Regions from separate parts of the Capsicum annuum genome. Here region 1 is linked to region 2. The links are chromatin contacts, called in public Hi-C maps. All regions are on one chromosome and are shown on one strand. The core of a region is the stretch at or near the end of the contact, and the rest is flanking DNA. Distances in the headings are between cores, read along the strand shown. Region 1 overlaps LOC107867234 (U-box domain-containing protein 4). Region 2 holds the start of LOC107867235 (F-box/kelch-repeat protein At5g43190).

Region 1 (6,592 bases), core at 473-2,972, 44 kb before region 2:
TATCTTCCTTTTTATTGCATTTCTTCATTAGTTTCATCATTTGTCCTAGGAAAACATAAAGATGTAAATCTTGTGTTTCAAATGAAATTAACTAGGTAGATGCTTTATGATATCACACAAATAGTCGTATCATTTTAATTTTAACTTCTATTTCTCGGTATAATTATTGATTCCCCATCTTATTAAATATTCTTTCTACTGTATCTCAAATAAACTGTTTAAAGTAATTTTATTCATCCTGCTTGAATATTTCAATATCCACTTGTCTCAATGATCTTTAAAATCCCTTCAATAAAGCAACGTATCCATTTATTCTTCACACTATCATTCGTATTTAATTTAATCTCTTCCTTTTTTGCACAAGGAAAGACGAAGTTATTGAATTGACTTTTTTTTTTTTTGGACTTAGAGATCTACTTAGGAAACACTTTATCAATTTCTTTAATATAATAAGTTCATCAAATTACGACAACTACAAAGTGACATCATCATTATTTGAAGTCCAATATTACTCTAAATATTAATTTTCAAACTAAGATAAAGCTACCTAGATTAGAATGAGAATTCAAATATAAGAACAAGTAATACGACATAATCAAAGTGCTCCTTCAGTGTCAACATAATAATTATTTTTTGGAACCCAAGGAAATCAGAAAAGTACTAGAGATAAGTCCGCTGCTCCACAATAGTTCGTAAATCATATTGATTTCAATAAATTTTAATTCATAAAAAATAAATATCATCCACAAACAACAATATAAAAACACATAAATTTTTATTGATAAAATAATATGACTATAATTTTGTTCGAAAATCTGAATTTGATATGAATTTTCTCATGAAAGGTAAATTTGTGGATCTTATTGATGTATTTGATTATTAAAAAGAGAAACTTTTGATCACATTGTGATATTCCATGAGTTTATGAAATTATCGAGAGATGGTTGATCTTTTTACGAATATCTGATGAATTTGTGGATGTTGAAGACACTCTTTAAGGAAGTATTTGTCCCTTCGTATAGGCGTAATTTATTAGGGTTTAAAGTATATTAATCGCCAAGCTAGGTTTAGGGTATCATAGCCTTCATGAACTCCAACAAATTAGATTCTTCTTATAGAGTCCACAAAATTTCAATATACGTACAAAAAGATATGCATTGCACTAGACCAGTTGCAATGAGTTCATCTGACAAGACATTGACGAGAAGAATCGATCTCCAATCCACACTGTGGAATAACACAAGGTGCATCTAACTTAGTAAGGGGTCGTTTGGTGGGAAAAGGGTTATCTCGAAATAATTAATTTCGAAATTAGTTATCCAATAATGTATATGGGATAACTTATTCCATCACTATGGTATAAACGGTGGAATAAAGAGTCTCGATACTAACAAATACCTCACATCAAATATAAAATAAAATAATTTTTTAATTTATTTCGAGACTATTTATTCTTTATATCTGAGATCCACCAAACGAGCAAGAGTTACGGATGTCAGATGATTATAGCGTACACCCTTTCCACGTTTTTGAAGTGTTTGTTGAAATCCATTAACGTGGAATTTACAACACCATATTTAACTAATGGACGTGTGGCCTTACCATCTTAAGTACTTATTTTGTCTTGTCAATTTGACATAAATTCCCCACCACTCTCTCCACTTTTACACTAGAAATATATATATATATAGGACTCCATTATGATAAAAGTTTAAAGACATAAAAATCCCAGTAGGGACAAATAAAATTGGGATTGTATAGGACATGAAGCATGTGGAGAGTGAGGCATTATTTTGATGATGTGTAAACTTTTGCTTTTCAATAATACAAGAAAAAAATATGTTTAAATTTTTTTGGAAAAAAGCTTTTAAAAGTCTTCCTTTCAAATTCCATTGCTTTATTTGACAACCGTTATCTAGTTCTTCATTTCACGCAACAATATACGGCTCAATCAAAAAAGTTACCACCAGCGAATATAGTGTAGTGAATGGAGGTATTTTTTGGTCTCGATATCGAGTGTTGGGCATGAAAAATTTCTTGATAGGAATCACTTCCTTCAAATAAACACTAACGACACAAATTTGATTTAATCGGACTTTAATGTAGATATTGTACACTAAATACGATACCAAAAAAGGTCAAAATAAGAAATTAATCCTTTGGTACGAGGAATAAGGAAATATAATCTAGGAATAAGATGTTAAATTATTTTATCTTGCGTTTGATTAGGAGTATCAGCTAATTTCAAAAATTTTATCCCGTCATTTACCGTATAACAATAAAATGAGTTTCCCCATTTATATTCTGAGATAACTTATTTAGAGCCGATCGGTGATGGAATGTCGTGGAGTTAAACTCTTATTATTTTAAAACTTATATAAATCCTAATAAGTTTACCCCTAACTACTCTCTATTTCTACTTTTTTACAAAAAAAATTACAAGTAAACCTTTACTTTGCAATTTTCGGATATATAATTAGCATCTGAATACATAATTTTGATTATTGAGATACATTTGTTTCTGAAACTATTTGGTCGAGATATATAATATTTTAACTAGACTAAAGGGAGATACACAATTAAAATTATGTAACCAAAAATTTATGAATTTGTGAATGTATCCGGCTATTTTAAGAAAAAAAGAAATTTAGATAATTAACAAAAAGGATGAGAATTTTATATAATTTAGTAAAAATAAATTGTGGTGTTATGTAAATTTTATTACTTTGTTGCTTTAGTTGATTGCTATCAATACGGAATTTTATATACGTTAAAGGACTTTGAAATGCTAATGCACAAGAAAATAATAACACAAGAAATTTTAATAAAATACATAAACGGGACGAGAACAAACAGTGCAAGTATATTCATGTAAATAGTAAGTTGATACTTCCCCTATCTATTTTACATCTAATATTTTTCTTTCATGTCATTTAAGAAATATTAACTAAACGGTAATTTGATTATAGATCTTTATTTATTCTTTGATCTAAATTTAATACTACTCTTTTTTCTATCGTATCAATCTTTCATTAAACACGACAAATAAAATAGACCGGAGGGAGGGTAAAAACCTACTCGCACTCGATGTATATAGTAAATTAATGTAATTTATCATGATTAAGTGATTAAATAAAGTAAAATACATATTATTTAATTATAATCAAGTGATATGAACTCTAATATATTAACTTGATATATATACCGACTGCGAAAAAATCCGCCCCAACCCCACCCCCCAAGAGTTCTGCATAATGCCACTTACAAATTTTCAAATTGGGACCCTCAATTCGTTGGTTTTTGCTTATTGTCAATAGCTTCAAAAAGTAGTAGTAGTAATCTATTGTAGTAGTTTGCTTGTTTAAATCAAGCCGCTTTCCCCGCATTTGTTTATTCAAATTATGTATGTCTACTCAACTTGAACATGTTATGCCACAATTTAAGCTTTAAAATATGCTGCAATTTTTAATTTCAACTCCTTATACTATGATATTTGACGTTTATGAAATTGCTTAAACCACGCCATCATGGAATATGAGCATTTAAGAAATTGAAAAAGTAGTACTATAGCAAAATTATATCATGATATATATATATATATATTTCTAACTAAAGGCGGATGCAGATGTAGGCATCGAATTCATCTGAACTCAATATTCTTAACGCAAAAATAGATTTGATGTTAAGAACTTTAAAAGTTAAATTAATAAAAGTTAAATCTTTTATTCACCTCTGTCATGAAGGTCAAGCCTGAACCTAAGGAAGAAAGCTCACTCGGAAGCAAATTTTGACGGTTATTCTAAAGTACTCCCTCCGTTTCATAATAAATGAATTGTTGAATTCTGGCACACATATTAAGGAAAAAATATTAAAGACATAAATTTAACATAACTTTCCATTTTTACCCCAAAAAAGAAAAAATTTGACCTTGTAATACATTTTTAAAAGTTAATTGGTTGTCAAATCATTAGGACAAATTTGGAAAAAAATTCAATGATTCACTTATTTTAAAACATCAATAAATATCCCAACAATTCACTTATTCCGAAACGGAGGGAGTATCCAATTACATCTCAATGATATGACATTGATCACACCTACGACCAGAAGAAAGAAAATACCTAGCGCATAGGCCCCTCCATTGATCACAACAATTCTTTTTTGTATACGCTTGTCATATTTCTAATTTCGAAAACACGGTGAATACTCATGACACCCAATTTTTTAATTTATTTGTTTAAATACTTTAAAAAATGAAGATGACTTTTAAATTTTGTGGTCTTAGATTAGAGATCTGTAGAATATTGTACCAAATTATCTTTTAATCTCATAATCTTAAAAGGAAACCCTTGAAATCAAGTACAAGTCAATATAAAGAGACTACCAGATTCAAGATCAAGCTTGAAGGGCCTTGAATTTAAATTTGAAAAAGAACAATCCAACGATTCATAGAGATTGTAACACTCACATATTGAAATCAAATAATACGATTGTTGTGATATTTTCTTGTCCTGGTTATTATTTTCTCGGCACAAATTTTACTGTCTACAATAACATATGAAAAATTAGAACTAAAGAGTTACTCAAAACAAAAATATTATATATTAAAAGGATTACAAAAAATAAAATAAACAAATCAAAACGAAGGGAGTATGTTTTAGTTAAAGGGTGCAAGGATCCACAAACACATGTGTTTTATTAAAGAGTGGAAGGATTCACAAACATGTTCTTGATCTAGTATGGTTACAAAGATGATAAGAGATTGCAAATGTATGATGATCTAAAATAAAAAAATAGGAAGCACAGATACGTTTGATTGAAGTTTGATCTATTCACATGTCCAACGAAGATAGGTTAATAGAAGGGCCCAAAGAAAACACTAAATTCCAGATACGCATCAAGCTTCGTTCAACATACAGACATGTTTCCATAATTTTCAATTTATGTTCAATCAGTGATATAGACTTCTAATGTTAACACTATCCATGTGATGAAAAGACTTAAACACACATATATGCATGTAGCTATACAAATGTTACTTTCTTTAAATTGCTTATTAATAAATTTCGTGTAGAATCAAACTACATCAAATAAGTGAAACCTTTTAAAGCATATATACTATGAATCCTCTGTTTGAAGTGCAAATCAATACGCACTCCTTTATTTTATTTTTTCTCCTGTGTACTAGGACAAACAGGACAAACGATTAATATTATTTGAATTTTTCTCCTGTGTACTAGGACAAAAAGTACAAATAATTATACTATTTGAAGTTTAAAATTGATATTGAAAATTAATTTGCCGGTAGTTCGGCCAATAAAAAGGGGGTCAAAGTGAAAGGGTCATGTATCTCGTAAAATTAGTTAGCGGTAAAAAAGGAGAGGGGGAGGGGGGGGGGGGGGGGGTAGGGGGGGGGTTTCAAAATGTTGAAAACCGAAATTAGATATATTCCTCATTAAAAAAACTAGCCATAGAGATTCATTCGCGATTAAATAAATTTAATTTAATGATGAAAAAATATTCTTGGATAGATATGTCAATGGTGGAAATTGGTTGCGCATCATAGCAAAATACAACAATGATAATCTGTATCCATCCGTCCTAAAAGTATACTCCCTCAATTTTAATTTCTCTGTCTCGATGTTAATTTGACAGGTAGCAAAATATATTTCAATTTTGTGATCTAAAACATATTATATAAAAAATTAAAATTAAAAATTTACGAAAAACAAAATATCTTATCAAACAGACTAAAAAAGAAATCAAAATAAATAAATTGAAATAAAAAAATTATTTATTTAAATAGAAGCTAGAGAAATTTCCGACATAAACTCATAAAATATGTGAAAAAACTAAAGCGTACACCATGGACTCCGATTAAAGACAAAAACAATCTAGGGAGGACATAGACGAGGAAGTGAACTTGTGAATTGACTTAATTCGTGGAACTAGTGACGTACTAATCGATAAATTGTGAACAAAGAAAACCAAAGAGATATCCATCCAGACGCTTTGTTTATTTTGCCATATTATATAAAGGATTCGTGTGACCAAGGTTTACTTTTGCTTTTCACGTAGCAGACTTTCATTTGTTTAAACAATACGCAAGTCATAATCCCTTACCAAAAGGAAAAGAACAATCGAGAAACAAGTAAAAGGTAAACCAACCAAAAAAAAAAAAAAGAAGTAGAAATTCATATTACAATTTCAAGAAAGCCAAAATCAAAACTCACCAAATTTACAAAGCTTTTTACTAGTACTAACAGAAGGCATTTACAATTTTCACTTTTTTTTTTTTTTTGAAAATATCTTCTTTTTTTTTTCTTTCTATATTGTCCATGATAATTTGTGCTTTGTTGGACTGGTATGATACAAACAAAGATTACAAAACAAAAGAGGAACAACATGTAGGGACACAAGTTCAGACTGGCACACCAGAGGTTCTTGCTACTGCTGTTGTTGCAGCGGCGTTAACGGATCTTGGTTGCCTTAGAAGATCAATCAGTTTCTCTGCCTGTCCCCAATTACAACATGACAAAAACACAAGCCACTATCATACAAGTATACTATACTATAATAAATCAAACAATTA
Region 2 (6,481 bases), core at 1,541-4,040:
GCTTCAACTTCAAAATGTGTTTGGCCAAAGAGGAGCTTATTCTGCAGGGCGGAGGACAGAGTAGTTGTTATCTTCGGTCTCCAGCAGAGAAGCGTATTGTTCTTGGAGAGCTTCAAGACGCTTATTGTCAGGTATATTGTCTGACATGGAAAGCGTTGCTTTGCTTGGCAAGCATTCCATAGTAATAGCTGATAAGAACCTTGTGCACCGTTGCACTCTTTACGTTCCTGGGATGACAATGGGGTCTTCGTATATACAACACCTACCCACATCAGTACTGTCTTCTTAATGGGGATATTGGAATCATCAAAACCTCAGACGTCCTTGTCTACACCTTAAGTTGCGCGGACTCTTCAGTTTCGACGCCGCACCCATGTCGGATTCTCAAAAAATACACTAGTTTTGGCGAATCCAACATGCACCCATTGACTTGGTGTATTGTACGCAGCCTTCCCTGATCAATTCCATTTCTGCCAGAGGCTGTTTCCAAGGCTTGAACTCGTGACCTCCTGGTCACATGGAGGCAACTTTACCAGTTACTCCAAGGCTTCCCTTCGGGGAGCAGTGAGTACTATCTTTTGAATCAGCTAATAAGATTGATCAGAAAGATAATTGCATAGGTTTAAGATAGAGGACCTTCGGCAGGGTAATGCAGGCATTGTTGAATATGCCTACCGGAAGATGAAAATTCAAGAGGCTTTCAAATCCTTTATAAGAATGAAGTTATGAGTCAATTCCACAATGCCTTGTAACTTGGTGATGTTCGTGAACGTGTTATGATTTTGGAGAATGTTGGTCATCAGCCCCTTGCATACATTAAAAGGGCAGTCAGTCCAAAGGCTCAAGGATACTACTGAGCGTCTTGCAGAAGAATTGGGTGGTAATGTTCCATCATTGCCAAAGGAGAACAAAGCATCTATGTTGCTGCCCCCCTACTCCCATCTCAGATACGGGCGACTGGCCTGTACTGATTGTGACAAAAAAGATATTTGAAGGTGGACTGGATGCTACAGCCAGGGATGGACAATGTGGCTAATGAAGAAGAGGCTGCAGATGTTGAATTGGGAAATAGGGATATTAGTATGGTGCTGGAGGATGAGGAAAGACGCGATGAAAATGACGAAGATAGAGGATGGGATCTTCCACCTGATACTAACACACCAAAGATTGCACATTGATAACAAGTTCTTTTCCACAAAAATGGAGACATCAATCACTGTCGAAGATTAAAGTCGTACAAAGTTTGCAAAAACCAAAACAAGAAATTCAATCGTCTTTTAGTTCCTTTTCAAAGCACACCAAAATTCAACAAACACCAACCAAATTCTTTCAAACAAACAATGCTTCTACAAGGTTTATTTTCATATGCTAATAGAGTATATCACTACTAAATATAGCAAATCAAACACAAATGCTACTCCTATATACACACATACGAAAACGAAAAGAAAATAACATAAAGTGAGTCAAGGAACACCTCCTCAGAAGCACGTGATTTCGCCTTTTCGATCCAACTGATCTTACTATTACACAAAGGCATATAGCTCAGGAACAAACGAGAACCATCTGAATCCACAGCTCCATTTATCAGGCAACGAAGGGCATTTAGGAAGCCAATGCCAGGTCCTTCTAGCAACCTTATAATACAATATCTCAGGCCAAGAATAACAACACACACAAATCAACCCTTTATGCCAAAAGCAATAAACATGTTCATAGTTGTGATAACAAACTGATAAAAACTTCCTACATATCAACTCTGGCACATTCTCAACTTCCACCCAAATCTTGGAATTCCCATCCAATTCCCACAACTTCATGCTTCTTGAAATCCCATTACTCCCATTTCCACTAATCAAATACAACTTTTTATCACCATCACTCACCAATCTTGCAAAAGTAAGCTCACTAGGCAGCTCAAAATTGGATCTTTTCCACTCCCCATTATCAAGATTCATACCAATCACAAAATAAGGCTCAGGAGTAATAAACCACAAACACCCATCATAAAAAACACCTTCTTGATGATGATTCTCATTCAAAACCAAATCAAATCCACCAAACTCACTCCAAGAATTCACCAAAGAACAATACACAAAAACTTGACTTCTTGAAGATCCAAAAGTAGACATCACAAACAACTTATACCCATTATTAGATCCACAAACCAAAGTAAGTGACTCAAAAGAAAAGGGCAAAGTTGGAAACTTAACAACCCTTGAAGTCCTTGCTAAAACATTAGTAACAACAAAAGAACTAGAACTTGACTTACTAAAACACAACAAACCATTAGAAGAAGACAAAAGAACAGAAGAACTAGATGGCAAAACAGGTGAAACACAAAGAGATAAGTTCCTCCAATTGTTGTGTACAGTATCAAAAAGTGGATACTGCCTTGGAAACTGTGGGTGTGAGAGTAAGAAAAATGAAGAAAAAGGTGATGAATCTGGTGAATTTGGTGAAGGGGAAGAGTGTTTGGATATGAAAGGAGGTGAAAATAGAAGAGTCTTGAAATGCTTACAAGTTGATTTGAGTTTCAAGAAAGTTTTTAAAGGGAGAAATGATAGCAAATATTCTAAAACATCTTCTGGTAATTTGCTCCATATCTTTGGATCCATTTGTTGTGATGATAACACCATCTTCTTGTTCTCCACTTTGTACTTGGAATCAAATCAAACATACATATATATATATTTAGTACTGTGTGAAACAAACTAGATGGTCTGGTTCTAGTTTTATATGAAGAGAAACAAATGGACATTTTTAGGGGTTGTTTGGTAAGAGTAATGGACATTTTTAGGGGTTGTTTGTAAGAGTAATAAATGTTTTAATTTGTTTGACGTGATTTTTATAAGTTCTATCCTCTTTTCGGAAACTTTTTAATATTCTCTCCGTTATAAAATAATTGACATGTATAAATTTTATATAATTTTTAAGAAAAATTATTAAGAGGTGCCAATTAACTAATATTTATAATCCTATATTATTTAAATCTTGATTACATGAATCTTTTCAATTAATTATTAAGAATATAGTTTAAAAAACGTAATTAATTATCTCTTGATCTTTTAAATATATCAATTATAAACACATTCTTTTATTAAATATGTTTTTTGAGACAGAGGGAATATTTTAACTTTTTACGTGATATATTTAAGACCATAAAATTAAAAGATATTTTTTATACTTTTAAAATATTTTTAATTTAAAACTATAAGATTTAAAAGTTACTTTTTAAAACTTCTTACCAAGTTATGATATGTCAAACAAATACAAATGGGAGAGTAATAACTTTTGGATAGTGCGTAGGATTACTTAACAAAAAAAAATTGGAGTAAAATTGTTATTATGATCGGGTCCTTTTTTGAATTCTGCGCATGACAAAAGCTTTAGTATATCAAATCGTTCTAATTTAAAGTTATTTTATCTTATTTTATTTTATATTCTGTTAGGAGTGCTAATTAGTCTTGTTATTATTTTCATATTATTTGTACCTGTAACAATGAAATAAGTCATCTTTTACCCCCTTTACTCTGTTTTACTTGCCATATTTTTTAATTTTACTAATTCTTTTAAGTTAGATGAAATTAAGTAAATTTATATTTTAAATTTTAAATACTTAAAATCTATATGAAAAATGTTATAAATATTAATTTTCTAATAGATCAAAATACATATAAAATATCTATTAAAATTTATATAATTTAAATTTTAAAAAGTGAAATATGATAAATAAAAATGAACAAATAACTATGTGAGACAATAACATTCTGTAAAATATCTCAATTCATATGATAATTTTGCCTATCTTGTCTCGTACCAAACGACCCCTTAAATTCTTGTATTTGGTAAGCAACCGGATTTGTTTTTGACAATTTCGAACGTGATTTCCGAGGTGGCAAGAGGACAAAACAACAACAAAAATTTATATAATATGTTTGAAATAATCCTTTCAAAATTTTATATAATATGTTTGAAATAATCCTTTCAGTATCCAAGTGAGCAATAATGACCTTTTAAATTTGTCAATAGTGAATATTTTCAGTTTTTATCAAACTTTGATGTTATAGTATATAATAATCGGACCCTATGAATTATTTTGATATAAAAAACACAAGAAATTTTCATCAAGATAGCATAAATCACAACTTAAAGTACACTAATCATAAAAATAGTAAACATTATACTTCAAAAAATTATGCCAAACTCTTAAATTAGATCAAAAATTATATATATGATATACAACATTATTTCTAAATAAGTTCCATTTAATATTTTCAATTTTCACAATTCCAATCAAAATTTAATAAATATATGAAAACAATAAAAAAAAAAAAAATCTCATTATTGATATTAAAATTATAAAGATGCTCTACATGCTACTTAAATACGTAATAATTTTCAACCTTACTTGAGAAAGGAACATTTTGGAAAAATATTTCAACCTTACTTGAGAAAGGAACATTTTGGCGAAATAATCTATTGAACCTTTATATTTATCTTCGGTTGTATTATAGACACTTTTAATTAACTCTTTATTATCTAGATTGTTGAATTCATCATAACATAAGATTTTAAATACTTTTTAAAAGAAATTATATTCTAAATGAGTTCAATTAAATATTTTCAATTTTCATAATTTCAATCAAATTTAACAACCAAAATTTAATAAATATATGACGTGGACTAAAAGTATTCATTATGGATAAGTTTAAAAGACTAAAGTTAATCTAAATGCTAATTAAAGAACTAGTTTCAACCATTTTTATCATTTTCTTCGGGAGAGATAACAACACCCTTCATTTCAATATAGTTAATTTTTGTTGACTTGATACTAAAATAGTTAACTTTTGTTGACTTGATACCTTTTATAGAAAACATTTATTAGAAGTTTATTTTATCAAATTAATATTATTAATTAATTTTTAACATATAAATTTAAATATATATATATATTATATTGTCAATTAATAATATAGATAGTATTGGAAGAACATATATTAAAATTCTCTTAATTTCATAAACAAGACAGCTAAACTGGAAATAAAACTTTGAGTAAGAGAACCAACTAAAATAAAAGGATAGAGCAGAACATGACAATTAATTAAGTTTATTTGAGATTGATAAGCAAATTGACCATTAATTAAGTTTAATTGAGATTGGTGCTTTCTTTTTTTAGTTGAAAAAGGAGAAGTTGCAGTTGACTTAAACATTGAAAATTAAAGTGGGAAATGATAAATTTGAACGGTTCATACCGGCCATTCGTCTAATTTTGACAATGAAAAACTTTATAATTAAGTTCATTTATATATGTGATGAATATTAAATGGGAAAAAGGGAAACATAGCAGTTGTTGCTGGACAAATAGGTTGTGCTCTTCTTCTTGTACATGCTAGAAGAGAAAAATAGATTTATAATTTATGTGATATATTTTTAGTGTATTTTAAAAAAGAAAGTTAGAATTTTTTTTTATAATTAAAAATGATTTAATTCTAAAGTTTTCTTTTATTTTCAGTGAAATAATGTAAAATCACACTAATATCTAAGGTTTGCTTTAACCCACAAATTTTTAAAGTTTGGTTTTCTTTTATAAATTTTGTGTCAAGTCAAATAATATTCCATAAATTGGAGTAGAAGGAGAAGTAAGTAAAAGATGTTAAGGTTGAAGTACAAGAACTAGTTTGGCCATAAAAATTATTCATTTAATAATTTTTCGCTTTACTTGAAATTAGTGCTTAGTTAAGAAAATTTTAAATTCAACTTGAAATTGTATATCAAATTTTTAAGACTGTATAAATTATCTTTCAACTTATTTTCAATTTTAAAGTTATAACTAAGTATATTCAAGTATGAACATTATTTTAGATATATGATCAAATAAGCTTCAACTCTATAAATTTTAAATAAAGTAAAAATAGTTAAAATCTATTAACAAATGCACACTACAAATATCAAGCAGTGACAACCTTTATTTTTGAAGTTAATAGTATGATTTTAAGGACAATCTTCATATCAAATAGCAAAATACCTTTTCTCCGTTTATTATATTGAAAATAATAGCGATTCGTATCCAAGGATGGAAGAAAATTGGTGTTTAATATGAGTAGATAATTAGGATCCGTATGGCCTTAAGAATCAAAAACATATTCATTTTTTTTAGTTGAATTTGTGTTTGATCATAATATTTTTAAAATAGTTATTTTTAAAGATAAATAATATAAAACATAAATTATTTTTTTTAGAGATTTATGAAAATTGAGTTATTTTATATAAATAAAAAATTTAGATTTTCTTGAAAATAAATAAATTTTAAATACAAAAAGTGAATTTAAAAATAGCTAAAACGACTCATGAGGTGTTTTTCAAATAATTAAATAGTGTGAATATATTTTCTGAAGATATTTATAATTAAACAAATATTTTAAAATAAACTAAAAACGTATTTCAGAATATTAAGAATAACATTCATACACAAACGCCC

Evidence for each region. A called contact is a pair of places that touch in the nucleus more often than the background predicts.
Region 1: a contact with region 2 is called in a Hi-C map of leaf, with 2.2 times the contacts expected there. The contact joins the enhancer-like site here to the promoter of LOC107867235 in region 2. A contact is called at or near these places in 3 of 5 Hi-C or Micro-C datasets (bud, leaf and placenta).

What each region holds. Positions count from the first base shown.
Region 1 is chr4:220,596,016-220,602,607 of UCD10Xv1.1, reverse strand. It overlaps LOC107867234 (U-box domain-containing protein 4), which reads right to left. Exons shown (of 2, transcript XM_016713383.2): 2 at 6,175-6,514. The coding sequence ends at 6,422. Among protein-coding and RNA genes, the nearest start is that of LOC107867234, 5.8 kb to the right of the region's middle. Within about 2 kb of position 1,722, at least 2 of the 5 cell types and tissues checked have an H3K27ac peak or open chromatin away from gene starts, as enhancers often do. A contact at or near this core is called in leaf, where this site is marked.
Region 2 is chr4:220,552,706-220,559,186 of UCD10Xv1.1, reverse strand. LOC107867235 (F-box/kelch-repeat protein At5g43190) reads right to left here and starts at 2,790. Exons shown (of 1, transcript XM_016713384.2): 1 at 1,305-2,790. The coding sequence starts at 2,639. The coding sequence ends at 1,527.